2 separate regions of the Gossypium arboreum genome follow, and region 2 is linked to region 1. A link is a contact called in public Hi-C data. All regions are on one chromosome and are shown on one strand. The core of a region is the stretch at or near the end of the contact, and the rest is flanking DNA. Distances in the headings are between cores, read along the strand shown. Region 1 holds the start of LOC108481042 (reticulon-like protein B5). Region 2 holds the start of LOC108483273 (protein CURVATURE THYLAKOID 1A, chloroplastic-like).

Region 1 (5,415 bases), core at 2,717-5,216:
TGGAAATTCAGGCGTTGGAGGATAATGGCACATGAGAGGTGGTTATTTACCCCTTGATAAGGTTCTCATTGGTTGCAAATGGGTCTATAAAATCAAATACAACTTGGATAGGTCTGTTGAATGTTCTAAGGCTCGGGTAGTGGGCAAAGGGTACAAGCAACAAGTTGGGGTAGATTTTCAGGAGACATTTTCCCCGGTTACAAAGAAAGTTATAGTTTGGACTGATACGTGCTTGGATTGGGTGAAAATTATTAAATTTCATTTACCAAAGCTGCCAATTTTCAAGCTTGAGAAATCAGCAAACTTGCAAACGACTTTTTAGATGGGATCTTAGCATTTTTGGGTTGAGATATTTTCATGGCGTTTGAAGATCTATCTCTTAGCTTCGAAAGGTACTTTAAATCACTTGATTTTAAGTTCGGGGGTCAAGTTATAATCGTTTTAGTGAAGATTGCGTAAGAAGAATTTTTGGATGGGATTATGACTAAAATTACGAGTTCTATTCTTTTAACTCGAGTTTAAATCATATTGGGTTCGGGTTTGGAGCTTAATTTTTATTATATATGAGCCTAGTATTGTATTTATCAGCTCTTATTATTTTATTATTCTAAATTTTTAATAATTATTAAGTAGTTTAAGTTATTTAGGAGTTTTATGTCAACAAGAAAGTTTAGTTTAAAACTATTTCTTATTAAGATTAATTTGAGTTCTAGTGTACTTTAAGAGTTTTTTTTAGATTTATTTAGCTAGCCTATATATAGGCATTTGCATTGTACACAAATCAGACAATTGTTTTCGTTAATAAAGTTTTGAACTTTAAGAGTTTGTTTCTTGTGCAAGATTTCTTTCTTGTGATTTTTTAGAAGTAGTTTTCTTCTCAATTTTCTTCAAGGAGTTGTGGGTATTCATTCTTCGCCCTTCAATTTGCCAAGGATTATTTCTTGGAAGGTTGACTAGAGCCATTAATTGAGTTTGTTGGGATTTATATCTCATATGGTTCAATTGGATATTTATCCTTCTATCCATCAGATCCATCAGTTTATTGTTTCACCTTCCACTTTGATTTAATCTATCTTTTTACTATTTAGTTATTATTTTGAATATTTATCCTTTATTTTTTTATTTTTCTTATTCTTCTTATTTCCTTTGTTATTTTCTAAATTTATTTGGTTTCTTCCTTTTAAGTCACATCCAAATATTTTCTTCTTGAGTCAAACAAATTGAATTCTATCCTTCTTCCGTTTCCTCTGCCTCATATCACGGATTTTCATCAGTGTGGCTGTTATGCATGATTGGCCATTCTTCTAGATGGATGTTTATAACATTTTTCTGCAGGGTGACTTGTATGAAGAAGTCTACATAGACCTTCCAGATGGGTTTTGTAAAAAGGGGGAGACTCGGATGTGTCGTTTACTCAAATCTCTTTCTAGGTTAAAACAGGCTTCTTGCCAATGGAACTTGAAACTTATTGAGGCTTTTCTTTAATGAGGTTATGAGCAAAGTCGATATGATTACTCCTTGTTTACCAAACGACATGATGGTCAGATTGTTGTCTTACTAGTCTATGTGGATGATTTGTTGATTACGGGTAATAACTTGGAGATGATAACAGAGTTAAAAAAGGTTCTTCATCAAAATTTCAAAATGAAAGACTTGGGTGAGTTGAAATATTTTTGAAGGATTGAGGTCATGTGTTCAAGCGAAGAGGTTGTGCTAAATCAAAGAAAATATGTATTGGAATTACTTCAAGACGTTGGTTTAGAGGATGCAAGGCCAGCAAGTATGCTATTGGAGCAGAATCAGAGGCTTACTTTTGTAGAATATGATGAGTTCATATCGGGAGGGTGTAATGATGATGAATTATACTTGAATGTGTCAAAATATCAACGAATTATAGGGCGGTTACTTTACTTGACAAATACGTGGCCAAATATATCATATGCAGTGCAACACTTGAGTCAATTCATGCACAAGAGAAAAAAATCACACTTTGATGCCGCGATCAAGATCGTTAGATATATTAAAAAGGACCCTGGACAAGGTGTCTTGTTGGCAGCTTCAACCAAGCTTCAGATTGTTGCATATTGTGACTCAAATTGGGGAACATGTCCAATGACTAGGAAGTTTATTATAGGGTACTGCATCAAACTTGGGTTCACTCATTTTATGGAAGTAAAAAAAAAAAGCAAAACACAGTCTCTCAATCATTTGCGGAAGTAGAATATCGAAACATAGCCTTGACAGTTGCAGAGATAATCTGGTTAAGTGGTTTGTTGGGAGAAGTTAGTCTCGACAAACTGGAACTAACAATATTGTTTTGTGATAGTTAAGCGACCCTTCAAATTGCAGCCAATCCAATATTCCATGAATGAACTAAGCACGTAGAAATTGATTGTCATTTTGTTTGGGAGAAAATCAAAAAAGGGTTGGTTAAAACATAGCACATACGCACCAGCCAACAAATAGTAGACTTGATGACAAAAGCCCTGGGGGTGCATCAGCATGAGTATTTGTTGTCCAAACTGGGGGTCAAATATCTTTATCACCCTCCAACTTGATAGGGAGTGTTAAAAATATTGGTAGTTGGCTGAATAAAAAAAAGTTGGTAGCAGCAGTTAGATTAGTTAGCAGTTAGCAATTAGTTCAACATAAGCTATAAAAACACTTTGCTATTGTAATTTAAGTATGTTACAATATATTTTCATTCAAATTCAATACTAGTCTAGCTTTGTAATTCATCAATTACTGGCCATTTTTCAACACTTTCAACATCAACCATTTATGATTTTTTATATATTTATTTTTATAATTATTTAACTAAATTAATTGATTTAACTAAAAATTTAATTTTTACAATATATTTATATTTAAGCATTTCACCTGACTTGATTAGATTTAATTGCAATACAATGTAACTAACAATTAAAAAGAAATATTTTATTAGTATTTTATGATGTTAGTGATAAGTATACTACAAAATACACGATAATAAAATTTAAAAATAAATATTATCATATTCAGCCGGCTCAGAATCTAAATCTAGATATTTTTAAAAATAAATAATAAAATAAAATTTATTAATACAATGTAGTAATTGTTTATTTCATTTCTTAATTATAGAGTTTGAATTTTATCTTCACTACAAAAATAAAGCACGTGATGATGGCAAACACTTATTTCGTAAAAAAAGAAACAACAAAAAGCATAAGCCTTGATATGAATCTAACATGAAGCCCCACTGATGCAAAAAAGTGAAAATTCCAAAACGACCACTGAAAAGTGATAGCTGTCCATGCCACCCCATTGTCCCATTAAGATGAACTCTTGAAATAAAAGAATTCACCCTTCTCTCTCTCAGTAAATCAGTTGAAAGAATCCAATTTTATTCTAGACCCCACTGTACCATACCTCATTCAACATTTCAAATTCTCCCCCAACCTCACTCTCATTTAAGGTTTAGGATTAACGATAAATTTAACTATTAATATTTATTATATTTTATCAAAATTATTTTAATTGTATTTTTAAGTCTTTTTCAATCATCAATTTTATTCTTTTTATTTTTTTTTTTTTAACAAATTTAATAAAAATATCATTAAAAAATTAGTGGGGATGATTTAGAATTTCATATGTATAATATTTTAATGAGATATAATATATTATTAAGATAATCTAATAAGATAATTATACTGAAAAATAATAAAATAAATAAATAATACATTAAATTAAAAATAATTCTTAAATTAAAGAAAATAAACATAATTATTTAAAAATAATAATTTAATAAAAAATTTATCAGTAAACAAACGAATAGAAGATTAAAATATTTTGAAAGAAAAAAATTAAACATTTAAATTTACTCATTAAATTTATTAAAAAGTAAATTAAAAAAACAAAGGTTAATAATAAAAGAACTCAAAAATATGACTAGATAAAACACCTAAACTACGACAAATTTATCATTTAAGCCTAAGGTTTATACATTCCCTTTTAAGCCCAAGGTTTATGCATTCCTTCTTTATTAAAACCCTACAGTTCTACTGACATTCGCACTCACTTGTATACTGTTCGGACACCCTGACAGTCAATAAAGAATCCGTCTTTTTAGGGCACTGGTCCGGACTTTTTTTAACCAATGGCGGAGGAAACGGAGAGTAAGCAATCGGCGGTGGAGTCGGTGATGGAGAAGATCCACGGCCATGATTCATCGTCTTCTTCGGATTCGGATTCAGATCATGAGAAACCAGCTTCCCCTATCTCCGTTAAGGCTAAGATTTATCGGTTGTTTGGTAGGGAGAGACCTCTTCATCACGTTCTCGGTGGTGGAAAGCGTACGGCCTCTAAGCTCTCATTTCACTTTTCTTTTCTTTTTTCAAGTTTCGTTAGTGTGATCAGGATTTTATTGTTAGGTTTGTTTTTGACGAAGTTGATGGAAATGCGAGTAAAAATTACAAAAATGCAGTTGTTAGAGTGAATTTAAAAAAGAAATGTTAATTTGATGGAAGATCAATACATCTAAGTTTTAGTATTTTGCACTTTACGATCTGTTTGGTAGTTACGAAAGTGAATTTCATTTTTCGATTTGATTGGTTCTTGTATTTGTTACTGGAATTTGAAATTTGCTTAAGGAGTAAGCTACTTCAGACGTATATTTGGGGTTTGCTTTTGCCTTTTATTGTTTGCATTCTGGGAACGGAGCAAAGTATAACACATTCTAGACCAGTCGTTTAAAAGTAAGATTATCTAATCATTTAAGCACACAAGGAGTTTAAAAAAGTCTTGCTATTTACAAGTCTTATATTAATGGTTCTCGTTTGTGTCAGAATTAGATGATGGTGTTCTCTTTCCATTTCATTTGTTGGGTAATGATTTGATGCAGCTGCTGATGTGTTCTTGTGGAGGAACAAAAAGATATCAGCTGGGGTTCTTGGTGGAGCAACTGCAATCTGGGTCCTTTTTGAGTTGATCGAATACCACCTACTTACTCTGCTCTGTCACATTTCGATACTCTGTCTTGCAGTATTGTTCCTCTGGTCCAATGTCCATACCTTTATCCACAAGTAAGTTCTGGGGGTCTTTGCATGAGCTTTAATCTATTTAACATATTGATGGTTTCTTAAAGAATATAATATGACCTTTTTCTTCACAGGACTCCACCTCGCATCCCACAAGTTCATTTGCCAGAGGAGCCATTCCTTCAGATCGCCTCTGCTCTGACAATTGAACTTAACCAGGCATTGAAACTGCTGCGAGATATTGCATCTGGAAGGAATCTGAAGAAGTTTCTTGTGGTGTGTTTAGGGTTTAAGTCTTAATCTGAAGTGCATTGATTGGGGGGTCACTATATCCTTCTCTCTGATTTCAGGTTGTAGCAGCTTTTTGGGTCCTCTCCGTTGTGGGGAGTTGGTGCAATTT
Region 2 (5,226 bases), core at 1,216-3,715, 330 kb before region 1:
TACCCCCCTTACCTCCAACTGGTTCGAAATAACTTGGCTCCTTGTGTTCAGATTTTTCCTAAGCTGTCGTGTGGAACGTTCCCAGGGGCCCACTTCTTCTTTCTCCTCATTATTATTTGTAGCCTCCCCTCCAGCTTTTTTTACGCTTCTTTCCCTATCTATTTCCATGTCCTGCCATTTATCTGTATCTGACTCCTCTCTAATCCACTTGCTTACTACTTGTCCTCCTCGTCTTGGCACAGCACGTAATGTCAAATCCCATCCAAATTCTATATGCTGATTCCCCATTCTTAATCTGACCTCGCAATAATTTTCACCATGACCAAGTCGCCCACAAATAAAACAAAAAAGTGACAACCTTTCATACTGGAATAAAACATAAATGAATCTGTTCTGCCCAATGCCTATTCGTTTCTTCCTTTTAAGTGGTAAACGAACATCAATTATAACCCTAACTCTCATGAATTTACTAACCCCTCTTGTCACCAATGATGAATCGTATTCCACAAATTTACCAACAAAATCTCCAATTTGACTTGCTGTTTCCTCTGATGTGTAACCAATAGGTAAATTATGTACCTGAACCCAAAAGACTGTATGCCAAAGGGGAACTGAATTAGGGTCTTCACCCTCTACCAATTTGTGAAAGATAATAAGATGACGATTAAAAAACCATGGTAGACCATGCAAGACTCGATTCAAATCAATTTCACTATAAAATTTGAATAAAATCCTCTTATCCTCCATCTCAGTAATGGTCACCCCTCTCAATGGGTGCCATAAATCGGCCAAAGTATTTTTTAATGCAGGAAAATTCACAATACTATCAAGAAGAACTCTCCTACCAGCACGCTTTATACAACTGCTCCACAGCGAGATCTTCTCCCAAAACCAAATAGGGATCTTCCTCTTCATCTATAATATTGAGATTAGCAAGATTTGTATCCACCAGATCAATATTAGCCATGTCGTACCTCAAGGAAACAACAAGATCCAAACCCTAAAGAATACTATTCGTGCTAGAAAGTAGACCAAAGAAAACCCTAATTCGTGCTACAAGGCAGACTAAGACTTAAGTACGAATTGAATAATTTTCGGTCTAGTTTTAAAAACCTTAATTAGATAGAGTATAAAAAAATTTCAAAAAAAAATAATTGTTTCATATAATTACTTTTACGAATTCAAATCCACCAAATGAACTTACTACTACTTACAACTTTGGTAGAGATCAAATATGTTCAAGTTAGCTCAAAAGCTCTTTGACGACTTCCAAGATGCTTACTCTGTTTGCAATCAACATTATCCCCATCAAACTCTAAAACTCAACATGTTTCTCACTTTCCATATTAAACACCACCACCAACCAAAATAAAACGTCCATCCAATTTTGATTCTCTGTTTTCGTCATTTACGAAATTCGATAACTTTTTTCAAAGAAATGGAGAGATAATACCCATATCTTGAAGCAACTTTAAGAATTTCTTTGATTTATCCACATCTCTTTTGCCTTTTAATTAATTTATAAGAAAATTAAACTTTTCTCACTTGGTACAACTTAACAAAATATAAAACCTTTTGAAAGGTTTATTATTATTTTTTTAACTTGAACATGTCATCAATAACTTTTAAACATTAGCCAAACGACAAAAGTTTTGAAAATCTAGTCCAGAAATTGAAAGCACGAGCTACACTAAACTATATAAAATAACTTTATCGATTTCATATTCCATGGAGATGTTTAACTTTTTCTCTCTCTAATACTTATCAATATATTTTGTGTTCATTTCTTTCTAAATCATTTGATATACTTTTTCCTTTTTTTGTATTTTTAGTTTTAATAAAGATGTTTTGGTTTTTTTATTTATAATTTATTTATGCTTTTTAAAATTTTTAAATTATTTTATCCAAAAAGAGTTTTTAATTTTTTTCTTTCTTTTCAACTTTTAGAATTAGAACTAAACTGAAAAATTTTATAAATGATCAAGGTTAAATCTATTGAATTTTTAGAATTAGATCTAAATGATAAATTTTGTATACATTGAAGGATAAATTTGTTAAATTTTTAAATTTAAGATCAAATTGATAAAATGTAAACGTTGAAAAGCTAAACTTGTTATTGGGTCAATAAAAAAAATCATTTCAGTTTTCTGTTAAGTATTTAATTGTAGGTGACTAAAATTTTAAATTTTAAAAACGTTAGTAATGAAGTTGAAAGTTTTTGAAGTTAGGTGATAAACATATAACCTATGCAAAGGTTTGGTTACCATCCAAGTAGTTTACCAAAAAAATAAAAAAGAACACGAACCAAAACATTACAAGACAAGACAACATGCCATGTGGAACTGCCCATGGTATCCAAAACGCCATGTGAGATAGCGAAACATGTGGATTGCAGATAGGGAATAGACCAATCAGAATCCCAACCTTATCCACGTGTCCCCAAATCACGCATCCAAGCCCAGCATCAAAACCAATTACAAAGAGAGCCATGCACCCACTGTAAGGATAGGATTTTGTTGTAGCATTCGAGCGGCCATAAATCCGGCTCCGACCCACCCAAAGTAGCTTGATTTTATTTGATATATGGTGACCGCCGCAGCATCCTCCATGGCGGCCACCGCCATTTTGGTTCCACGTGTCCACACTGCCGTTAGGATCACCTACTGCTCCGCCTTACCGTCTCTCCCTCCTCGCGTTTCCAGCTCTTCTTTTTCCTCTTCCGTTAAGCTAAGTCCAGGTACAGCTCTTATACATGGCCTTTTTAACACTCACTTCCAACATCACCTGCGAAATGTAATCACTAGTTCCAAGATTTCTTTTCTTATTTATTAACTTAAATTTTGAATGTATTGAAATTAAATTGCATTTTTTATGATAGTAAAAATATAATTTTATGGATTAAATAATTTATATTATCATGGGTTCGGCCCTGCCACCCGGATTCGCCACTGCATATGCAGGTTCTTAATTATGGGTTAGGATGATTTAATCTATGTCCATTTTTTGGCATCTAAAACAGAATCCCGGAGGTTTTCTCAGCTGCTGACAAAAGCCTCAGAGGAGACCGCTGTCGATGCTGGGGAGTTTTTCACTGACTTGAAGGAAAAGGTGAGGACATTGTCTTATACTATTATGTCTTGTAGATGATGGAGTTGTCTGCAACTGACATGGTTTCCTTCCCTTGTTTTTACTAGTGGGATAAAGTTGAGAGCAAGTCCACAGTTATTCTTTATGGTGGTGGGGCAATCGTTGCTGTTTGGTTATCATCTATTTTTGTTGGTGCTATCAACTCCGTCCCCTTGGTAATTCAACTCTCAACACTACACTTTCTGCTATCTGTATTCGTAATTAGATTGGCTAACAACACATCTTCCCTTTCGATTAAATCACTGATCCAAAACGAAATGATTTTCTGTGTTTTACCAGCTTCCAAAGATAATGGAGTTGGTTGGACTTGGATATACAGGATGGTTTGTCTACAGATACCTTCTTTTCAAGGTAGGGTTTATTAAACTGTGTAGCCCCATCAATCTTAGTACTGCCTAATGTTGTCCTCTTTCAGTGCTTATGTTATAGATGGTATTTAACTTAAAAACAATGGCTTCACTTACAGATTATTAATGTTTCTAAGACTAGTTAGGGTAAATAAATCATATGTACGCATTCCGCGCTAATCAAGAACCATGTGTTAACAACAAAGCTTATTTCCTCAGTCAAGCAGGAAGGAACTAGCTACGGATATTGAGTCACTGAAGAAGAAGATTGCTGAAACTGAATAGATGCACACAAAGATTGGCATGCCTTCATTTTATTTTTGGTCCCTTTGTACCCTGTAAAACAGACATGTGTATCATATCATGTAATTGTAGGATTGCCTTGTATATGTAATCCATGCCGAACTTTTTGTTTGCCCTGTTCTTAGAGTGATACTAGTCCATTTTTATGTGTATGTTCATGGGGGTATAATTTCCATCCCTCTATCTATAAATGCATCTTTAATCTGTATGAAGTATAGCTTGTTTCTTCCATTGAAATGACTCTGATTCATTTCCTTTCCCAATGGAGGGCAGCCTAATCATTCAGCAAAATGCGTTCAAATCTAATATCACAAACTGTATAAAACTTTTGGTTCTTATCCCCATTAAAGACAGTCTTCGACCATGAAAGACTCAAAGGTTTTGCAAAAGAATTCATGTAATTAAATGCTTAATCCCTTGTCCCCACTGAATGTGTAGTTTGCCTTTACATTTGCTAACGAACTCCTTTGTTAGCTTTGAGCTTTTCGCAAAAGTCAACTGCAAAACTAACACAACCCTTTTCCTTCATCCCCCACCAAAGCAGTAAAACGAGGTCTTTCAACATGATAAGAATACATGAATGAAAAAATCTAAAAATTATCATCATAAAAAGCAAACCTTACTCGATAATATAATACCTGTGTAGATCCCATTTGTGAATTATCAAAGTCAAGCATGCAAATGGTGATTAAACTTTTGTTGGATAATAGAAAAATAGAAACATTAATGGGGATATATATAGTGAAGGAATTCCACAAGGCTAGATTTTGTCTCCGGCCGGGGAGGTGGAACAGAGATGAATCTAGCCGTTGTGGGATAGTTTTTTAACAAGTATGGATAGTTTAGTAGTGTATCAAAATTTCTCCTTAATCTTTAGTAGAAAAAAAATTGATTTCTTTTTAATCGAAGAGAGAGAAGAAAAAAGAAGTTACAATCATCAATCTAGAATATGTTAAGCCATTACAATCATCTTTTAAGACCCTTCAAATAGAATCAGGTGGAGCGGCACGAAGATTTGTCCCAAAGTTAGCCAAGCTGTGGGCTACCTGGTTTCCCAGTTCCAAATAGCTCGAATAATAGCATTCGGAGTCTGTTCATTGTCCAGATTTTTCATCGCGAGACATCACTGAAAAATTCAACAAGGTTTGAACAGCCTGTATATCCAAGTGGTGTAAGCAAATTAAAGTCCCAACCGTTAAGCCAAATAAGGACAACCACGCAGATTCATGACCATCAAGTTTTCAGCAACCTGAAACAAACAAATATTGCATATAAAAAAGTACCCAGCTTATAAATTGCCAAAAACTAGCTAGTTACAAGCAGAAGAAACCGGCTTAAATGAATTAAAGAAGAAAGCAGGCAATGTGTGTATATATATATATACATATATAATGATCAAGGACAGCAAGCTTTTGAGGACAAAAGTGAG

What was found. A called contact is a pair of places that touch in the nucleus more often than the background predicts.
Region 2: a contact with region 1 is called in a Hi-C map of leaf, with 2.6 times the contacts expected there. The contact joins the promoter of LOC108483273 here to the promoter of LOC108481042 in region 1. A contact is called at or near these places in 2 of 5 Hi-C or Micro-C datasets (both in leaf).

Annotation. Positions count from the first base shown.
Region 1 is chr7:73,016,810-73,022,224 of ASM2569848v2, reverse strand. LOC108481042 (reticulon-like protein B5) reads left to right here and starts at 3,966. Exons shown (of 5, transcript XM_017784217.2): 1 at 3,966-4,331; 2 at 4,880-5,060; 3 at 5,150-5,291; 4 at 5,366-5,415. The coding sequence starts at 4,136.
Region 2 is chr7:73,347,188-73,352,413 of ASM2569848v2, reverse strand. It overlaps LOC108483273 (protein CURVATURE THYLAKOID 1A, chloroplastic-like), which reads left to right and starts at 2,465. Exons shown (of 5, transcript XM_017786563.2): 1 at 2,465-2,737; 2 at 3,020-3,108; 3 at 3,195-3,302; 4 at 3,427-3,498; 5 at 3,714-4,009. The coding sequence starts at 2,584. The coding sequence ends at 3,779.